5 separate regions of the Sus scrofa genome follow, and regions 2, 3, 4 and 5 are each linked to region 1. A link is a contact called in public HiChIP or PLAC-seq and promoter capture Hi-C data. All regions are on one chromosome and are shown on one strand. Each heading gives the region's core, a stretch centred on a gene start, on an enhancer-like site or on the middle of the called end of the contact. The rest is flanking DNA. Distances are from core to core; before and after follow the strand shown. Region 1 holds the start of NRDC (nardilysin). Region 2 holds the start of CDKN2C (cyclin-dependent kinase 4 inhibitor C). Region 3 holds the start of ZYG11B (protein zyg-11 homolog B). Region 4 holds the start of SELRC1 (Sel1 repeat containing 1). Region 5 holds the start of ZCCHC11 (terminal uridylyltransferase 4).

Region 1 (2,525 bases), core at 11-2,510:
AGCCTCCAGATATTAGAGATGTTTAGAGGATTATGATACAAACCAAAAGTTGAGAATTGCGGGATGAGAGGAAACCTTACAAATCTTCTATGATTCACCCAACTGAGACTCAAGCCCTCTCTAATATATTCTTGGAAGATGTCACCCAACCATTCGAGCATTGAGAAAAAAACCATGGAAGTAAGTCACTTCATTTCAGGCCAACTCTGATGCCTAAGTTCTTTTACTGAAGCCACATGACCCTCCAGTAACTTCCACCCATTAGTTTTACCCCTCTTTCATCTACGGGCACCTGGAATGTTTGTGGATAATGATAGTATTTCCCTTAAATATCCCCTCCAAAATTAAAATCTCCAGCTCCTTGAACCTTTCCTCATAATACCAATACCCCACCCCACCCCCCGCCCATCCAGCCTGCTTTCCTCAGAGAAACCTCCATTCTTGCTTTAGCGAGTATCAAAATTATTCCAACAACCCTGCCCATTCTGACATCCAGATTCCTTGTGGAACCCAAGTTTTCCCCCTCGTCCAGCTCACACATCACGGAAGCCTCTAACTGCTCTTGACACCTCCATCCAAGGAAGCTTTGGGGCTGGGAATGTGCCCCTGGTGCTCCTTCGGAAGATTCGGAGACAAGAAGAGACCACAGCGGCCACTCTGAGGCCCTCGCCCTGCTTTCCTCCCTGGTCTAAGCCTCCTCCCTCACCGGTATTGCTTGGGGTCGCTGGGAGACTTGACGATCTCAGGGTCTCCGGCATTACTGACAGGCACCCTCCGTCCCTCCTCCTCAGATTCGTCGGCTCCCAGACGGGCAACCCGGCCGCTCTCGCCCAAATCCTGTCCATTGGGCTGCAGGTCAGGGCAGCTGCAGGTAGACTTCGCCTTGTTCCTTCCAGGCATGGTCAGAGTAGGAAAGGGTCTGGCAGCCGCGGAGTCTTCGCACCGACCCCGCGCTTCTACTCTCCACAGCGCCGCGAGCTCCCGCCCGGCCTCACACCACAACTTCCTCCCGGTGGCACTGACTGCAGCAACCGTGACTCTCCTCAACATTCACCACCAAGCCGGAGTAATGGGCATCCCGCTCCCTAGGGCCCTCCTCCTCCTCCTACTTCTCCAGCCGCTCCTCCTCCTCCGCGTTCCAGAGGCGGTGGCGGCCGGCGCTGGTGCTGCCGCAGCCGCCGGGGAGGACAGGCCTGAACCCCTCCCCCAATCCGGTCTCCCCCAAGCCAACTTCCCTCATCCCCCCCACCCTCCCGCCGTCGATGACGCAACTGACTTTAGCCAATAACAAGGCAAGATAGAAGTCATGTGCATGTGATCAACCAATGGGAACAAGGAATAAAAAAGAACCAAAGAGACCGGGCCGGCATCTCGCAGCACGCAGAGAGCTCTTCGGGACACGGAGTGGGCGGGGCGAGAGAAAAGAGGCGGAGAGAGGGACGCGGAGGACGACGGGAGAACGGCGCCTGGGAGGCTGCGCAGCGTTTATGACGGAAGAGGGGAGGTGGCTTGAGGTAGCAGCTGAATAGTGCTCCACCGCTCCGAGAGAAATATTCCCCGGATGAGAAAACCGCTAAGCGAGTGGAGAAAATTAATTTCCAGGCTTCCCCTCCCCTCACTCATGTCGTATTTTGCGTATCATGCCCCTCAGACCTGGGTGGAGTTTTGGCCGTGACTCGGCACGTAAAAAGCAGAACGCCGGAAGTGTTTTTCTGCAGCCGGATGGAAGCTGCGTGGGAGTGGAGCTGAGCGGAACCGGAGAAATAGCCGCCGTGCTTCTCCTCCTTACAGCTTGCTAGACCGTCGTGCACTTCGCCTAAGTGTTTAAAAGACCGGTGTAAATGTGTTCACTCTTCTATGCGAAAACATTTTGAGCTTCCCCCAGAGACTAGAGTCCACAGTTAGTGTTAGCCAACTTTCGCTGAGCAGCCACCTCCTGTCCCTTAAGTCCGTTTCCCCAAGGTTTTTTCCTGCCTTCAGTGGCCGTTGGTGGGCAAGATGTGATTGAAACAGACGTACTTGGAAAATAAAAAGCAACTGATGTGGTACTAGGTGTGTGATTTACTAACCTTGGCATAAGCAGTTGTAGCACACAAAAGGAAGAAACATGGTGAATGCAGAAGCACTTGAAGCAGAGATATCTTGATGATTGTTTTAGGTCTTTACATTTTTCTAGGCCTCCCCAGCTCCAGATATAGGGAAGACAATCATGAACAAAACAAAATTTGTTGCCTTCTTGGAGCATGCATTCAAATGGGGAGAAACAGAATAAAATAATTTTTAAAAAGTGAATGCTAAGGGAGTTCCCTTCATGGCTCAGGGGAAACGGAATCTGACTAGTATCCATGAGGACGCAGGTTCACTCCCTGGCCTTGCTCAGTGGGTTAAGGATCCACTGTTGCTGTGAGCTGTGGTGTAGGTCTCAGATATGGCTGGGATCTGGTGTTGCTGTGGCTCTGGTGTAGGCCCGCAGCTACAGTTTCAATTCGACCTGTAGCCTGGAAACCTCCGTGGGTGCAGCCCTA
Region 2 (2,525 bases), core at 16-2,515, 870 kb before region 1:
GGTTAAAGAGAACACTGCCAGATTCTTCCCAGTTTCAACTCTCCCTCTACAATCTGTTGCTAGATGATTATCCAGATATTGTTGGTGTGTTTTTTGTTGCTAATAGTCCCCGTGTACTTCAAGGAGCTGGGTATAGATGTTGCTTGAGGATATTATGCCTGCTATAGGCCAGTAATAGTTAGACCACCTGTCTTTTTTTTTTTTTTTTGCTTAGTTTCATTTTGACCACTAGGTGCACCATGCAGCAGTGCTGGATATTTTTAAGAGCAAAAAATATAGAAAGCAGTAGTTGATTAATCTTAAATAGCTACAAGAGGAAGTAAAAAGTACAGAGAACTGGTGTCCTGATGACTGACCAGGGAAGATACGATTCCTTTACATTTACATCCCCCAAAACAAGTCTCATCTAAGAAATTAAAGAACTGTGACAGTAAAGAAATAGTCTTGTTAGAAAACCCTTCCCAGGACTTATTTTTTATTTTGCTTTAAAGTTAGTTGCTTTTCTCCCTTTCCCCAAAGAAAGGGAATATTTCAAGTCCCTGTAACATGAAGGCTTCAGAGTTCGTCATGATTTCTTACCTATACAGTGCCTTCAGTTTTCGCAAAAAATAAATAAATAAATAAAATAAGAGGAAGAAGGCTATAAAAGACTTCTCCTTTTTCAGAGCACTGTTTTTGCTGTCATTTGGGTTTCTCCCTCAACCCCTGCAGCTACCTCTGTCCATCGTGGCCCTGGTCGTTGATCTGGCAGGTGCGAGGCCGCAGCTCTGGACTGAGAAAAGGAGGCCGAGTTGACACGGCTCGCGCCCCAGAAGCGGCGGCAGCCGTAGGCCTGGCTGCCCGAACTTCGAGAGCCTAGCGCGGGAGCGCGGAGGCGGGCCGGCCTGCCCCGCCAAGCCCGGGGAAACACTCGCTTCGGGCCAGCTTTCCGCCTTCCAGCAGCCAGACCCACCGAGCTTTGCTCTCCACAGCCTTAATTAACAAGCCTCTTTCACCCCACCTCCGCCCCACCCCCGCTCCCGGCCCCGGGCAGCCCGGGGTTCCGCAGACTCCATTCCGCCCGCCAGTGGGAAGAGGTCAAACCCTGCTCCACCGGGCCGAAAGCCGCTCGAGCTGGGGCCGGGCCTCCGAGCTGGCGGGTGGGAGCCAGCGCAGGAGACGGAGGGAGGAATGCAAGCTGCTAACAGGCTAGAAAAAGGGCGCCGGGCAAGGGGCGGGGCGAGCCCGGCCGAGAGCTCGAGCGCCGCCAGCGCGGAGGGCGGGGCGTGGGCGGCGCCCTGCGTTCCCGCTCCCGCGGCCAGCAACTCTGCAGAGCCTCCTTAAAACTGCCGTTAAAATGGGGGCGGGTTTTTCAACTCAAAAAGCGCTCAATTTTTTTCTTTTCAAAAAAAGCTGATGAAGTCGGAAAAAGGGAGAAGAAACCGGCACCGTCTCTGCAGCAGCAACAGAAGCAGCAATTGTTTGAGCGAAAAAAGAAGCAAGGGAGGGAGGGAAGGAAAAGACCAGAAAGGGGCACGACGCACAAGTGTCTGTAGGGGTGAAGGGAGCCGGGACCGGTGATTTGAGGGGGACCAGCTACAAAAGAAACTGTCACTGGGAGCGCTGCGGCTCTGGAGGAAGCAGTGCTACCCGGCTCCGCTCCGGGCACAGCTGGCTGGCGGCCTCTGCCCTTTCGGCGCCACAGGCTGGGGGCACAGGCCAGGGGACCGCGAGAGGTTGGCGAAGTGGCACCGGGCGCCGAAGCCGTTGGGCTTTCCCCGAGAGGGCAGCGGGACTGGCTGTGCCTTGGAATTGTGGCAGCACCCCATACTCAAAGCTTGGCCTGGGACCTCCGGGGACCCTCGCGATCTCCAGAGGACCTCAGAAAACCGGGAAAGGAAGGAAAAGAGGCGGCGGCGGCTGAATGAACTTCTGCAGTAGGAAGTCTGAACTGGCTTGGTCGTAGGCGGGAAGTTCCCGGTGGGCTGCCGTGTGCGACCGCGATGCTGCAGCGCGCTGCCTCAGCGGACCCGGACCCGTAGACGCTTCCCGCATCGCTCTCCCCCGTCCTCGCTTCTGGAAGCCCCGGGACCCTGTGGGGCCGGCATGACCGGCTTGCCGGGGACCCGCCGCGCGCCCGGCCGTCTCCGGAGACGCGCGCCGAGCCTGGCTCCCACGGCCTCTGAGGCTCGGCGGGGCTGCGGTAGCCGGGCGGGCGGGCTCCGGAGCCCTCCCGCGCGGCGTTAGCCCGCAGCTCGGCCCGGACGCAAATAAAGGCTCTTCCCGAGAAGCCAAGGCCACTGAGGAGCTGTTGCGATCTGTAACTTGAGGGCCACGGAACTGCTACTCTGGTTTGCTTTTGGCGATCATCTTTAACCCCCAGAGCACGTCAGCAGCCAGCCACCGCGGCGCTCTCCCTGCAGCGGAGGACGCACGACTACTCTTTCGGCGAGACGGATGGAGACCGAGTCCCCCCGAGGACCTGCCCTGCGGTTCTGGCTCGCGTGGCTCAGGTCACCACCGTGAACAAGGGTGGGTGAATGCCT
Region 3 (2,525 bases), core at 9-2,508, 820 kb after region 1:
GCATCAATATCCGTCTATATGGACTTGCATTTCGTATGTCTGTTTTTAAATTTAATGTTTCTAGTAATTACTTTTTATTGCACTTTACAAAAACAGTTTTGTGGCTGATTGGGGGCGGAAACCAAGCCTTTTTGCAGTTTGAGAATTGCGGAAGGTATGACCTTAGCTAAAAGGCAAATAGCTCATTTGTAGTAAGGAGAGGAAGGCAGCGTAGAGCAGCAGAGTTAGAAGCAGAGCAGAGTCATAGGTGGGTTGGAAGTAATGGTGACTGGTGGGACCTTATATTCTCCTGTTTGCTTCATTTTCACCATGAATTGGAAGCGAAATCATCAGTGAGCAGGGAAGAAGTGTTGGAGGTTTAAAGGGAGAGATACAAAACAGTTATGTAGTGAGGTGAGAGAGCGTATGGAACTGGAGAAATGCAGTAGGATCGCCAAGCGTTAAGGGCTTTTTTGACGAAAATGATAACAAGCTAGGTGGAGGCCAGTCAGTATGATTTTGGATTTTTCTCCCTTCTACCCCGTTTGGCTGCAGGTGTAGGATTAGAGTTTCCTCAGGTGAGTACAAGGAAAGGAAAGAAGGACTGGAGAAGTGAAAGTGAACACCGAGGGATGATGGACAGTAGAATCTAAGCTGTTCATGAAAGGAAATCGGATACCGTGAAGAATAGTGGAAAGGTAGTAGGAGCACTGGATGTTGAGTTTTGGTAAAGTTGAATTTTTGGAGTCGGGTATTTGAGGAAGTGAGCCTGAGAGGAAGGAGGCTGAGGTGGGAGAGTTGAATGATTGAAATTGAGATTATAGAGGGGTTATCTGAAATTCAGATTTAAAGTATAAGCACGGAAATGAGAGGCTGAGGCAAGGGCGATCCCTAGAGGCGAGGAACCCGAGAAGTTAGGTCTCTAGAGGAATCATCTAAAAGAATTGAAATCACTAAGAGAATATATGAATATTCTATATGAATATATAGAATACATGACAATAGAAATGAACGACAATGAACAGAAGCACAGGGGTCTGTATGCAACCCAAACGAATGGCAGCTCTAGTCTTCTGTAGGACGTATATTTAAATCTCTAGTTTTTAAAGCACTGGTTATTTGAAGACGTGTGGCTCTTTTAAGGGTCTGAGAAGGGGAGAAGCCAGGGGTCGGGCGCGCGGGCGGGGGTGGGGAGGTTGGGGAGCGGTGGGGGGGCCGTGGCCAGGGCTCCTGGGCCGAGTCTGCGCAGTGAGGGAGGAGGCGGGGCCGAGCTTGTGTTTGCGGGCGAGGGCGGAGCCTCGGGGGCGGAGTCTGCGCTCGGGATCGGGCTGCGGCTGCGGCTGCTGCACTTTCAGCTTCCGAGGCGAGGAGGCCGAGGCCTGGGCCGAGCCCGGAGCCGCCGCTCGTCGGAGCCTCCTGGAGCCCCCGCGCCGGCTCAGCCTGGGGGCGGGCTCAGGCCCGGCCCGCCGCCGAACCCAGGACAGAGGCTGCATGCCAGAGGACCAGGCCGGCGCAGCCATGGTGAGAGAGCGAGGCCTGCCTGAGCCGCAGCCTCCCGCCACCCTGGCCCCCGCGGGCCTGCCCCTCCCCAGCTTTGACGCCCCTTCTGCTCCTGCCTTTACCTCCCCTCCTTGTTACCTCCCCTTTGGTGACCCACTCCTCCTTCCCCTTGGTCTCCGGCCACCTGCCGTGGTGACAACCCCCCCCCCCTTAATCTCTCTCCATCCCGGTGACACCCTTTTTAAAAATCACCCCCAGTGACAGCCTCTTTCGCGGTCCCCTTTGCCGCCCCCTCCTTGTCCTTTAACCCGACCTTCTTTTTCTTCTGTACCATTTTGCCTTGTTCTCTCTTTTGGGATCTCTACGCCTTCCCTTCTTTTCCTCCCTCTTTTTCGCTCCTGCTCCTTGCTCTCGCTTCTTACCCCCTTTCACCATTTTATCTCCACTGCCCTCTCCTTTCTCCCCTTCGTCCTCCACCATCCACATTTCCTCTCCCCCTTATCGGATGTCCTCGCTTCCCCGCTCTCACAGCTGTCCCCATTTCCTTCTACGGGATTCAAGGGTCTCAACAGGAACAATTTGAGGGCGATTGCTTCCCAAGAGCTGTAGGGCGGGCAGATAGAGATTCTTAGGCTTTTTTCTTCCTTTTCTTTTTTTTTTTGCAGAGGGAAGGGGGAGTTTGGCGGTGCTTCGAGAGAGCCTGCAAGCCTTATTTCCTAATGTCATTGCAAAACCTGAGTGATAGTGTGTTTTGGAGCGATCGAGTGAGGCATGGGGTGAGGGCCACCCTGCATACTATGGTCTTATGAGATATCTCGCCTTTGGGCAGAAATAACTTAAAGTGTTTTCGAATGTATTTTTATTTTGAGCATCTTTTAATGTGAAGGTACCGTTTGAGAAATTTGAAAGCATTTATGTACAGTCTTTCCTGTTACTCATAACAAATGGTTTGTTTTTGTTTGGAGGCAGAGACCAGGGCATCTGAATAACCCAGATCAGTTTGGCAGTCAGATATGACAGTCTCTTTAATACCTTCTATTATCTTC
Region 4 (2,525 bases), core at 14-2,513, 790 kb after region 1:
GGGAGTCTTGATCTGCTCTGTGTCCCACCTGGGCCAGTTCATTCCTCCTTAGGCAACCCAGTGGTCTCCCATTCCTGGGAAGTCACCATATTGATCCCAAACTTAGTGTGGACATCTGATCCACATGGCACATTGTAGCCCAGAACTCCTGGGCTCAAGGGATCCTCCAGCCTCAGCCTCCCAAGTAACTCCTGGGACTACAGGTTCATGCCACAGCGTGCAGCTAGACTGCAAGCTACTAGAAGACAGGCCCAGTGCCTTTTTTTTTTTTTTTTTTCTTTTATAAAAATAAAGTAGGCAGGAGTTCCCTGGTGGCACAGTGGATTAAGGATCCAGCACTGCCACGCTGTGGCTCTGGTTACAACCCATGGCCCTGGAACTTCGGTGTGCCACAGAAGAGCCACCCCCCTCCCCCCAAAAAAAAGTAGGAAGAAGAAAACCACTCCAAAGGTACTGGCTGCTCTGGGCAACCTCTCCTGCACATCGCCCACACAGGGAAGTCAACTCATGTTCCCAGAACACACTGAGCACACTCACCTCGCTGCGCCTTTTCATTGGGCCTAGCTCTGCCTGGCATGGATCTCCTTTACCTTCTACACTTTGTTCAAATGTCACTCTCATGATTCTCCCTAATCACTCGATTTAAAACTGCCTTCCTGAATTCTGGTACCTCTCAGCCAGTTCCTTTTCCCACTGCACTTATTAATTTCTAATATGCTACACATGTGTTTCTCTGTGTTTACTGTCCAGTACCCCCACTAGAATGTAAGCTCCCTGAGGACGCGGCTTTTTATCCGATCACTGACGTAGCCCCAGGGTCTCTCCTCCACGTGCCCAAACGCTTCTTTTCCTTCCCGCCCGGCCTCCAGGCAGAGCATTCTCCCGCGGCGAGCCCAGCAAGTCCTTGCGGAAGCCAACCGACCCCTCCCCGCCCCTCCACAAGGCCGTCTGTGTCCCACACACCCCGTGTCCCCGGCCGGTGACCCCTTCCAGATCCCCTCAGAGATCCCTCACGTGACCCGTCCAACTCCCGCCCCTGCGTCCGGAGCCCCCACGTGAACCTAGGCCGTGCTGGCGGGGCTCACCGTCCGGGTCCTTCTCCTGATAGCACTGGTAATTGCACTCCACCTCCATGTTCTCCAGAAAGGACTTCACCTGCTCCTCGTCCTGGAAGTCCACGAGGCCCGCCATGGCTCTCGCTCGGTCAGTCAAAATCACCCCGCCGCTCTGCCCCGGCGCGCGCCGTACGCCCGCCCAGGTCACGTGAGCGGCGGAGGGGCGGGGCTTGGGCGGGGCTTGCCGCCGAGGTCCGCCGCTCCCTCCGGCGGCCTGAAAGCCCGGCGCGCCGGGAGCTTGAGCTTTTCCTCTGCTCTCTGGCTGTTAGGCTTTGGCTGTCTCACCTTTTCCTCAGGTCTGGTAGCAGTCTTTCTGTAGCACTTTACTGTGCCAGTCTTGTGGCTTTAATGCTTCTCCGCTTCTGGTCATTTATCTCTCCATCTGTCCGCTCTTTCGTTAATTCGGTGTTGCCTAGGCGCCTACCATATGCCTCACCAAGTGCTTGGTGCTAGTAATACAACAGCGAGGAAGTATGGGTCCTGCCATTAAAGGGCTTGCAGTTTAGAAGGAAAGCTTTTGTTTATCCATTCAGCAAGTATTTTGAGCACCCATTATGGGCCAGCTGTAGCTGGACAAACCAATATTCTTAAGTCGCTGCAAGTGCAGTGAAAAGTCTGATTCATCTCTCTTTTCCTCCCATTCCCACCTTCTGCCTCCAACATGAGTGACCCAAGGAATGAATGGCTGTGGAAGATGATAGCCGGATCACAGTAGCAGTAATAATACTGTTATAATAGCTAATGCTTAAACAGGGCTAAACTTTGTTTCAGATTCTATTTGAAGAGCTTCCTCATTTAATTCTCATGAAGGCACTCATTGTGGGTAGGAGTTATTCCCCCCATTCTGCTGATGAGGAAAGAAACTGAGGTACAGAGAGTAAATTGTCCAAAGGTCACACAGGAAATACGAAATTTGCTGTGCAATGAATATTTTTTGAATAAAAGAATGAAGTACAAAAGGAAAAGTCAAGGATATGGGAAAGAAAAGAGGAATTTCAGCTGGTTTTTGCTTTTTCTTCTTAGAATCATCAGTTCCATAAAGCCTAGACTGAACGCTCTCCAAAGACAGTCAGTTCCTATTTCTCTTTGAGTCCCAGCCAGCCCTCGCCTATGTCCCTGAGGGGAGCTCAAGTCCTTGGTTTCCCAGCACCTCTAGCATTGCTTCCAAATGGCTCCACTATTAACCTATCCTTAAGGGCGTCAGAGAATGGACCACTTCCAACCACGTCCTTGTTAGAGAGTAGCTTGCTGAACCTGGGAAACGTCTTCGAAATTCCAGTTTTATTTTAAAGATTTAAATGATTTTACACTCAAGTCCATAACACATCTTTCATAGGATAACACATTCCAGTTGTCATTCCACATTTACTAGTGGTTTCTTAGACACCTGATCACCTTGGGAGATCCTTT
Region 5 (2,525 bases), core at 9-2,508, 640 kb after region 1:
ACCAAGTGTTACACATTTCGCTACTACAAGACTGGGGGGGGGGGGCGATCTTTGGAAACAAAAGGTAATCTGATCCACTCCAGCTAATTACTAAATGCATGCCAAAAACACACAATTCGAACTGCATTTCTGAACACTAAAGCGATTACAAAAAGGGTCGAATGTCAAATGTGTAAGGAACTACTTTTGTACCAAAAATATATCAAAGCGAAGATACATGGTACACCGAAACTAAAATCTCGCGCAAGGTACAAAATTCATCTAATTAAAGATTTGATAATCTTTTAAAAAGAAGGTGTTTAATCAACGTTGTTAAAATAGCAGTAATTCATCCCATTCAGGTACGGCTAGAAACCCCGATGCTGTGCTTCTTTCAGGTCTAAATATCTCATTCTTTTGCAATCACGATACCAAAAGGACCTGAAACCTCTCGCGGAGGCGTACAATACACTCCGCGAGTGCTGTATGTTTACAAATACCAATCTCACAGTTTCCCACGTCAAAAGCGTTCATTACCACCCTTCGACTGGGGGGCAAGGGAGAGAGAAGGCGGGCGACCAAGAAAGGAAACCCTCTCACCAGACACCTCGGCCTTCTCTCCACCCGACAAGGGCGGGCCCGGAATAAGTGTTTATTATGTATTATTTGCGTGTGTGTATTTATACATTACATACGTATATCTATGTCTAAGCAGGGGTGAAAAAAAGGCACACATGGCAGGGAATCCTATCGCACCCAGAAAATGCTCACTGCTATCCCGTTAACTCCAAATCCGCCGCCCGGGTCCACAGGTTTCGGCCCGCGGCCGAGAGCCCCAGCCTCACTGTGGAGTTCGGCCCCTACGCGCCCCGATGCCCACCTCAGGCCGCCCAGGCCGCCGCCCCTACTTCCCTCATCTCTGCCTTCCCCTGGGACACGCGAAGCCCATTCCCGTAAAGAAAGAAGTGTCAGGCCCCAAGGGGGCGGCTGACACGCGCTCGGGCCGGGCCCCTGACACCTGCGAGGCGCGGCACCTGAGGAGGGCGAACAGGGGGCCGCCCGGCCTGCCCAGAGCACACCCCCTCGGCGCCGGCGGCTGCGCCGCGGCCAGAACCTCCGTACCTGCGAGGCCCGCGAGCTACAGGCGCGCGCGGCGCCTCCTCATCTCAGTGGCTCCCGCTCCCCCTCCGCCTCCCGCTGCCGCCGTCACTGCCGTCGCCGCTGGAGGCCGGGACACGACGAGCTCAGGACTCCACCGCCATGTCCGCCGCGCCGCGAACTGCATTGTGGGGGGGAAGGGATGGGGAGGGGGAGGAGAGAGGGGGAGAGAAAGAGGAGGACCTGCTGAGGGGAGGGGGCCGAGGGAGAAGGTGGGGGGAGCCGAGGAGAGGGGGAGGGGAGAGAGGGACAGAACCCTGAATGGAGTCCTGACCCGGGCGAGGGTAGGCGATAGATGCCCCGGAGACCCCAGAGAGGAAGCGCCGAGGGAAGGCTTTAGGGGTGCCCCCTCCCTTCGTTCTGGGGGCCCCAGGGCACTGGCTGAACCGGGGCGGGGGACAGTAAACACCAGTGGGGGCGGGGCTACGTTCGGGGGCTAGAGGTGGCGGCGAGAAACAACGGGAGGGGGCCGACGTGGGAGGACAGCGCACTCACAGCCACGCTGAGGGAAGGGGCGAGCGCGCGAGGACACTCGTTAGCCCGCGAGGAGGGGGCGGGGCCCTCTAGCGTTGGGGGAGGGTCGGAGGCCGCTCGGGCTCGCGGGGAGGGGCGGGGCCACCGAGCGAGGGTCGCAGCGTCGGGCCCCGGTCCGGGAGCCCCCTGGGGAGCTCGGAGAGGCCTGAGGAGGCGGGGGTTGCGGGCATAGCCGCGCCTCTCAGATCTATTCATGGGCCTGCGGACCTCCCTGCGGAGGACCCCCAAGCGGGAAGAGGGGCCGAAAGCCTCCCCCGCCCCCAGGAAGGAAGACCGGTTTGGGACGTGCACCCTCCGGCCTGGCCCACGGGCATGGCACCCGGACCCTCGGCGGTTAGTGTGGGCTTCTAAACACCTGAGAGAGTAGGTGGACAGAGGAAGCCCCGGGGTCGTTCCCACCCTTTCCTGACCCCGCCTATGCTGTCAGCCCCCCAAAGCTGGAATCATCTTCTTTCAAGATGCAAGCAATTTATTTTACTTTATTTTGCTTTTTAGGGCAGCACGTGGAGGTTCCCGGGCTAGGAGTCAAATCTGAGCTACAGTTGCAGGCCTACACCACAGCCACGGCCAGATCCCAGCTGTCTGCGACCTACACCACAGCTTACAGCAACGCTGGATCCTTAACCCACTCAGCAAGGCCAGGGATGGAACCCGCAACCTCAGGATTCCTAGTGGAATTTGTTTCCACCGCAGCGCAATAGGAACGCACCAGACAATTTCTTTTAAAATGGAGTAAAGGAGGTCTGGAGAAATATCTGGAGCATCCCCCCAACCCCCCAGAGAAAAGATTTTAGAAGTCATTTATTTAGTTTCACATGGGTTTGGAATCAGCTGCCAACCATCAGCCTCCTTCC

What was found. Promoter capture Hi-C pulls out the DNA fragments that hold promoters and counts their contacts. HiChIP or PLAC-seq counts read pairs in DNA pulled down with a chosen protein or histone mark.
Region 2: a promoter capture Hi-C map of fetal liver shows a contact between it and region 1, with 5 times the contacts expected there. The contact joins the promoter of CDKN2C here to the promoter of NRDC in region 1. A contact is called at or near these places in 1 of 5 promoter capture datasets (fetal liver), 1 of 47 Hi-C or Micro-C datasets (heart right ventricle) and 1 of 2 datasets of contacts at active chromatin or transcription factors (alveolar macrophages).
Region 3: an H3K27ac HiChIP or PLAC-seq map of alveolar macrophages shows a contact between it and region 1. The contact joins the promoter of ZYG11B here to the promoter of NRDC in region 1. A contact is called at or near these places in 1 of 5 promoter capture datasets (fetal liver) and 1 of 2 datasets of contacts at active chromatin or transcription factors (alveolar macrophages).
Region 4: a contact with region 1 is called in an H3K27ac HiChIP or PLAC-seq map of alveolar macrophages. The contact joins the promoter of SELRC1 here to the promoter of NRDC in region 1. A contact is called at or near these places in 1 of 47 Hi-C or Micro-C datasets (embryonic fibroblasts) and 2 of 2 datasets of contacts at active chromatin or transcription factors (alveolar macrophages and skeletal muscle).
Region 5: a contact with region 1 is called in an H3K27ac HiChIP or PLAC-seq map of alveolar macrophages. The contact joins the promoter of ZCCHC11 here to the promoter of NRDC in region 1. A contact is called at or near these places in 1 of 5 promoter capture datasets (liver) and 1 of 2 datasets of contacts at active chromatin or transcription factors (alveolar macrophages).

What each region holds. Positions count from the first base shown.
Region 1 is chr6:160,297,836-160,300,360 of Sscrofa11.1, reverse strand. NRDC (nardilysin) reads right to left here and starts at 1,260. Exons shown (of 31, transcript XM_003127978.6): 1 at 707-1,260. The coding sequence starts at 1,050.
Region 2 is chr6:161,165,421-161,167,945 of Sscrofa11.1, reverse strand. It overlaps CDKN2C (cyclin-dependent kinase 4 inhibitor C), which reads left to right and starts at 1,265. Exons shown (of 3, transcript XM_003127980.4): 1 at 1,265-2,511.
Region 3 is chr6:159,479,350-159,481,874 of Sscrofa11.1, reverse strand. ZYG11B (protein zyg-11 homolog B) reads left to right here and starts at 1,258. Exons shown (of 14, transcript XM_021096631.1): 1 at 1,258-1,500. The coding sequence starts at 1,471.
Region 4 is chr6:159,510,600-159,513,124 of Sscrofa11.1, reverse strand. SELRC1 (Sel1 repeat containing 1) reads right to left here and starts at 1,263. Exons shown (of 4, transcript NM_001243594.1): 1 at 1,086-1,263. The coding sequence starts at 1,191.
Region 5 is chr6:159,654,781-159,657,305 of Sscrofa11.1, reverse strand. ZCCHC11 (terminal uridylyltransferase 4) reads right to left here and starts at 1,258. Exons shown (of 29, transcript XM_021096643.1): 1 at 1,102-1,258.